Linked DNA regions of Rattus norvegicus: region 2 is linked to region 1. Evidence: chromatin contacts called from public Hi-C data. All regions are on one chromosome and are shown on one strand. Each heading gives the region's core, a stretch centred on a gene start, on an enhancer-like site or on the middle of the called end of the contact. The rest is flanking DNA. Distances are from core to core; before and after follow the strand shown. Region 1 holds the start of Nes (nestin). Region 2 holds the start of Naxe (NAD(P)HX epimerase).

Region 1 (3,261 bases), core at 413-2,912:
GATGGGTTACACAGCAGAAGAGGAGGTAAAATGGAAACAGAAGGGAAAAGCAATTTATCAAGAGTCGGCTTGGGAGGACGTGGAAGGAAATCCGTTGGGCCATCACTGTCCCCAGCTCCTCATAGCAGGCTGGGTTCCTCCACTTCCCACGTGTTCTGGAATCTTTCTCCCCCAAGAAGAGTGGGCAGATGGCCGTGTCGGGGCTTCTGTCTGGGCCAGGCAAGAGCTGTTTTCTCAGCTGTTGGTTACATCTGTGCAGTATAAGGGGGAGGGTGCCCCAGGCCTTTGGAATGTGCTTCAGGGAGCTGAGAAGCCTTGACACAGAGAGGGGCTGGTGGTCGGCGGTGGCTCACCCCGCCTTCCTTCACTATGGTTGCTAGGGACCTTCTGGTGCTGAGGGAGCATGTGCTGGGCACCTTCTGATTGACAACAGCAAAGGGAAGGGCGCAGGGAATCATCCTAGAGTGAAATTGCCCTTCAAAGAGTGAGGAGCTGCTACAGTGGGAATTGGCCTGTCGTCCTTTAAGCGGGCTCTGCTAAGGAGGTCTCAGAATTCCATCCGCCCATCCTGCTTGGACAGGAAAGTTTAGGGCCTGTGCTTGCTCTGGGCAGGGACTCATGAATACAGTCGCCCTTTCCTCCAGCCCCTTCCTGAAGGTCTCTTGCCATCCTAAGTACTTCCTAGGGCTTGGTCTTACGGGTCTGTGTGGGGGCGGGTAGTCGGGGAGGAAGTTGGTGACCCTCCTCACCTGGAACTTATCAGTGGCCTGCAGCCGGTCCTGCCAGCGGCCTTCCAATCTCTGTTCCAGCGCTTCTCTGCGCTCCTGGAGGCTGTCGCGATCAGCCTGCAGCTGTTGCACCTCTAAGCGACACTCCCGAGCGCCCCGCACGGCTTGGCTCAGCCGCTCGCGTGCCTGACCCAGCGAGCTTTCCATGTGAGCCACGCGCTCCTGGTAGTCACGCACCGCCCCGCGCCACACTTCGCCTAGTCGCCTGGCCAGATCCTCGACTTCGGGGGCCCGGACCGGGGATCCGTGGGGCGGTGCGGGGGGCCGGCGAGGCGCACAGGCGGCCTGGGCGTTCAGGTGTGCGCGCTCCTCCTCGTGCGCGGCTCGCAGAGCCTCTAACTCCCGCTCCAGCTCGGCCGCCTGGGTGCTCAGCCAGCCCCGCGCATTCTTCTCCGCCTCGAGTGCGCGCCGGCTGCAGGCGGCCTCCTGGACGGTCCGCTCCCGAGCAAGCCGCACCTGCTGGCACCGGCCCGCCACGCTCTCCAGCTCTTCCGCAAGGTTGTCGCGCTGCACCTCAGCCTCGAGCTTCTCCCGCCAGCGCTGATCGACGAGGATCCGCAGGGATGCCAGCTCGTCATCGGCTCGGGCTCTCCAGGAGGTGTCTCCGGACTGCGCCCGGAGTCCCCCAAGCTCGGCGCTGAGCAGCTGGTTTTGCTCTTCTAGCGTCTTGACCCGGGTCAGGTAGGCCTCCAGGCGTCGATTGAGCTCCCACATCTGAAAAGATTCTTCCCCGACGCAACCCTCCATGTCGCTGGTCTGGCCCCCGAGGGCAAGCGGACGTGGAGCACTAGAGAAGGGAGTGGCCCGTGGAGCTTTTAGGGGTTGAAAAGAAGTAGCGGCGACAGTGACCCAGCGGAAGCGGAGAACTCCAGCAGGGAGCTGGAGCGAGGGTATTCATACTCCCGCCGGCTGGGCGGAAAAGGGGCGGCCCCCCAGGCCTTAACCCTTTAGCGTTCAGTGCAACACGCAACCGGGGTTCCTGCTTCATCCGGGTGCAGAAGAGAAGAACCAAAGTGCAGCCCCTCCCTGAGGGATCCGGTCCGGTGCGGGTGATTTTCTGAGAGAATCTTGAGATACAGCCAGACACCCCGGAACACCCTATGATGCACAGAACTGGGCCTGCGGACCTCCTTTCTCTACACACTCAAATTCTCTGAGACTCGGCTTCTTATTTATAGAATGGCTTGGTGTTGGAATCCTCATGAACTGTTGGAAAAACGGACGGTGCAGTGTTTTGTGTAAAACAGTAAATATTCACACACCACCACCACCACCACCACCACCACCACCACCACCACCACCACCACCACCACCACCACCTGTCCCCAGGGAGGCAACATTGCAGAGAGACACTGCCCGAAGCAAGAAAAACCCACTGGTACTGGGTTTTCCTGAGCTCCGAAGCCCGAAGAAGGATTAAGGCCAGCCTGGGCAGTAAACACCCCCCACCCCTTTCTTCAGATGGTTGGTATCGCTATGTGAATCAGGCTGGTCTCGAAATCATAGAGATGCTCCTGCTTTAGCCTCCCTAGTGCTGGGATTAAAGGTCTGTGCCAACACCCCTGCCCAGCCAGCCCAGTTGATGTTAACAGACACAATGCACAGTTCGTACCCGCAGAGGGACGTCCTCCCCCTCCTCATCCCGCATCAGGAAAAGGAAAATGGCAAGGGACGTCATACGTTCAAGAAAGTTTTTCTCCTTTGTTGTTCGTACACTCTTGCAGTTTACTCAGTTAGAAAGCTACGCGGCTCTCAGGGGAGCCCCCTGGTGGCTAACGATGCAGTCTGGCGAAGAAAGAAATGAAGTTGTGGACTTTGTACAAGGGACCCTTAGGCTTAAATGTTTGAATGCTTGGTCCCCAGTTGGAGAACCTATTTTAGAAGGATTGGGAGGAATGGCCTTGTTGGAGGAGGTGTATCACTGGGGGTAGGCTTTGAGAGAGGTTGCAGTAGCTCCTTTCTCTGCCTTTGTGCTAGTGGATTGAGATGTGAGCTCTGAGTCGCTGCTCCAGTGCCGGTAGGCCTGCCTGTTGCCAAGCTCCCTCCCATGATGTTCAGGACCCACATAGTGAGGAGAGAACTGACTCGCACATGGCATACTGTAGCATGGTGCACCTGCGCGCGCGCGCACACACACACACACAGACTAACAACAATAACAACAGTAATAAATCTAAATTCTTTTAAATAGCTGTTTGAGTCGATAACTTGAGTGTCATCAAACCTCGTTCAGTGAGGCCAGTTTAATTCCTTTAATCCCAGCACTCAAGAGACAGAATAATGCCAATCTCTGAGTTTAAGGCCAGCCTCTACATAGCAAATGAGTTCCAGGCCAGCCAGGATTACATAGTAAGATCCTGTCTCAAACGAAAAATAAAATCCTTCAGTGAATTTTGGCTTACGATTAGGACAAAATTTCCAACAATTTCTGAAATGGTCCTAAACATACTTCTGCTGTGGGCAGAATCATTCA
Region 2 (3,261 bases), core at 381-2,880, 82 kb before region 1:
AAAATATTCGGTTTTGCTGTGCGGCCACGCAAACGTGAATATCAGGATTTGCTAGGAAAGGAGGGATGGGTTTTGAGGTGCAAATGATGGTGTGTGCCACCCATGAATGTTGTGATTGCATCAGGCCCCTAACCAACCACATTGCCTTACCCATTTATCTGATCGAGTAGTCTTATCTATGATAGGCTACAAACACATTATGGGTTTGGCAGAATTAAAATGGAATCTAGATGCAAAATCTCTGGGACTCAGCAGGGACTCAATCCATGTGACTCTCGCTTGGACTTGGAACCACTCCTCAAGGAAAACCTAAAAGGCTGCCAGGCGGCAACAAAGGGGATTGGTGCTCAGAGGCGGCCTTCCTGGAGACAGCTCTTATCGGTTGTCTCCTGAGTTCTGTGGATGGGATGTTTTTGGAATTGCTCTATAGTTACTCCCATCAGAATGAAGCCAAGCAGGATAAGTCATTATTATCTTTCTGTACCAGGATAAGTTGCAGAAGGCTGTAAGGCCAGCCTGTCACTGGGCACTGGGCAGCTCTTTTGTTTTGTTTTGTTTTGTTTTGTTTCCTCTTTGAAACAGGAATAATAGCGATGCTATGAGATGAGGTGATGGTTCATGTTAGCATCTGGCATGTTTAAGTGTTTAACATATCTATGCTAAATAAACATGTTTCACATTGTGTTTTAAAAATGAATCTTCAGAATCACTAAACTTAAATAAAGCCAGCCACAGTGGCCCAGACCCGGGATCTCAACAGGAGGGAGGATCAGGGATGTAAAGCCATCTTTGGCAACATAAGATCCAGGGCAGCCTAGGCCACAGGGAATCTGACACCTCTGGTTCCTGAGGTACCTGAGGTCATGTGCACATACCCACACTCTGAAACAATCAAGAACAAAACCAAAAGTAAACTAAATAAATATTTTCCAGAAAATGCGTAAGAAGTCTTGAGTAACTTGCAAAGGTGAAGTCACTCACATGCTAGTGAAATCAGAAAATAAAGCTAGTGAGGTCCTGGGTAAGACCATGGAACCTCGGACTCAAAGCACAACTACACGAGCAATCTAAAGTTCCTGCCACTATCGCAGCCTTACAAATTCTATACATCAAATAAGTAAAATAGACAGGGCAGAGGCCCACAAAATGACTTAGAGGGTAAGGGCACTGAGCACCAAGCTTGACAACCTGTGATTGATCCTCAGATCTTACAGTGTAGAAGAGAGACAGGACGCACAGAAATTGTCCTCTGACCTCTGTATGTGCAACAGGGCACGTGCATGCCTCCTCCCTCCAACAATTTTAAATATTAAAAACAAACAAAAGCAGGGGTAGCGGGAGGTCAAAGATATTCCCTAGAAGAGATAATAATTCTTTTATAATTAAAAAAGCTGGGCACGATACATGTGTGCAATTCCCACCTCTCAGCAAGGACGCTGAAGGCAATAGAGCTGCTTCGAGATAGAGGCCAGCCAGGACCACAGAGGGAGTGAAGCACATCTGGAACTCTGCAACGTTGGGGAAAGGTGAGAACGCAGGCCGGAACGAAGGTGCGCGGAACGTGTGATAGTCTGGGACTGGGAACCGACGGTTCCTGGCAAAAGGCGCTGGGGCGGGACGGGCCTGGGCATGCGCTGTGCAGGCGACGCTCTGTGTGTCGAATGTCCGGGCTGCGGACGCTGCTGGGGTTGGGGCTGCTAGTTGCAGGCTCGCGCCTGCCACGGATCGCAAGCCGGCAGAGTGTGTGCCGTGCAGGGCCCATTTGGTGGGGAACGCAGCACCGGAGCTCGGAGACCATGGCGAGTGCGGCGGTGAAGTACCTGAGGTACGGCCGCGCTCTCCCGCGGGGGCGGGGCGGGGCAGGCCGCGGCCCCAGCACCCCAGCGGCGGACTCAGGCCAGGACTTCCCTCAGCCAGGAGGAGGCTCAGGCCGTGGACGAGGAGCTTTTTAACGAATACCAGTTCAGCGTGGATCAACTCATGGAGCTGGCCGGGTTGAGCTGTGCCACGGCCATTGCCAAGGTACGTGGCACAACGAGAAGCCTTTGTGAGGAGCAGGTGGGGAAGTCCCGGGCGGTGGAGCACATAGCGATGACTGCCCGACCCTTTGCACTTCTGCCTTCAGGCTTATCCCCCCACGTCTATGTCCAAGAGTCCCCCGACTGTCTTGGTCATCTGTGGCCCCGGAAATAACGGAGGGGATGGGCTGGTCTGTGCGCGACACCTCAAACTTTTTGTGAGTATATGAACTGAGTTTTTGTGGCAAGGTATAAGGATTCTGGAACCGGAGATTGAATGGCTGTTTTCCTTTTCAACTAGGGTTACCAGCCAACTATCTATTACCCCAAAAGACCTAACAAACCACTCTTCACTGGGCTAGTGACTCAGTGTCAGAAAATGGACATCCCTTTCCTTGGTGAAATGCCCCCAGAGGTATGTGGGTTGATGCCTCATCTCCAGTAAGTACTGCCCCTGCCTTTCCCCTCATGTTTCAGACGAAGCAGGCCTGTTTAGTTTCTGTCCTAAAAACTGCTCTCTAAATAGAAGTGTAGATGCTTCTCCATATTGTGTGTGCGCCACGACTTTCCAACACTAGCAACTCCAGTCACTCCCATTCTGTAGCGAGACACACACACACACACACCCTGCAACGTGCATCAAACAGTATTCTGGCCCCCAGGGCCTCATCCTGAACCTTTTCTATAAATGCATGCATGCATGCATGCATAGATGGTGGGAAACCAAAACTTTTTCAAAAAACATTCTATGGATGACAATACTAACATGCAGAACTAGTCCCTCCTGGCTTCCAGTCTCAGGAAGCCTGAAACTGGCAGTCAGCCTCTCACCACTGACAGGCAGGTGCTCAGAACAGAAAGTATGCCTGGATTCAGACTGGCTCGAATGAGCTACTCTTTACTGTGCCTTAGGGGACAATTATATCTGTGCTTCTGTGGTCAGTGGGTACAGGGACAGCCCTCCCTATGTGACAGCAGTTCCTGTCTTTCCTCTTCCTGCACCCTCACAGCCCATGATGGTGGATGAGCTGTATGAATTGGTGGTGGATGCCATCTTCGGCTTCAGTTTCAAGGGCGATGTTCGGGAGCCGTTCCACAGTATCCTGAGTGTCTTGAGTGGACTCACTGTGCCCATCGCTAGCATCGATATTCCTTCAGGTGCTGGGACTCAGATGGTGGGGGGACTCATGCTCAAACCTGGCTAGGGCTGATACCCAGGAGCTTGGCCCATAGTATAGCCCAG

What was found. Hi-C and Micro-C count contacts between places; a contact is called where the count stands out from the background.
Region 2: a contact with region 1 is called in a Hi-C map of mammary epithelial cells, with 2.5 times the contacts expected there. The contact joins the promoter of Naxe here to the promoter of Nes in region 1. A contact is called at or near these places in 3 of 12 Hi-C or Micro-C datasets (frontal cortex, kidney and mammary epithelial cells) and 1 of 1 datasets of contacts at active chromatin or transcription factors (oligodendrocytes).

What each region holds. Positions count from the first base shown.
Region 1 is chr2:175,734,989-175,738,249 of GRCr8, reverse strand. Nes (nestin) reads right to left here and starts at 1,662. Exons shown (of 4, transcript NM_001308239.1): 1 at 750-1,662. The coding sequence starts at 1,535.
Region 2 is chr2:175,817,258-175,820,518 of GRCr8, reverse strand. It overlaps Naxe (NAD(P)HX epimerase), which reads left to right and starts at 1,630. Exons shown (of 6, transcript NM_001399227.1): 1 at 1,630-1,825; 2 at 1,914-2,022; 3 at 2,126-2,236; 4 at 2,320-2,433; 5 at 3,029-3,176. The coding sequence starts at 1,662. It overlaps Ttc24 (tetratricopeptide repeat domain 24), which reads left to right. Exons shown (of 9, transcript XM_063282716.1): 9 at 1,429-1,598. The coding sequence ends at 1,465.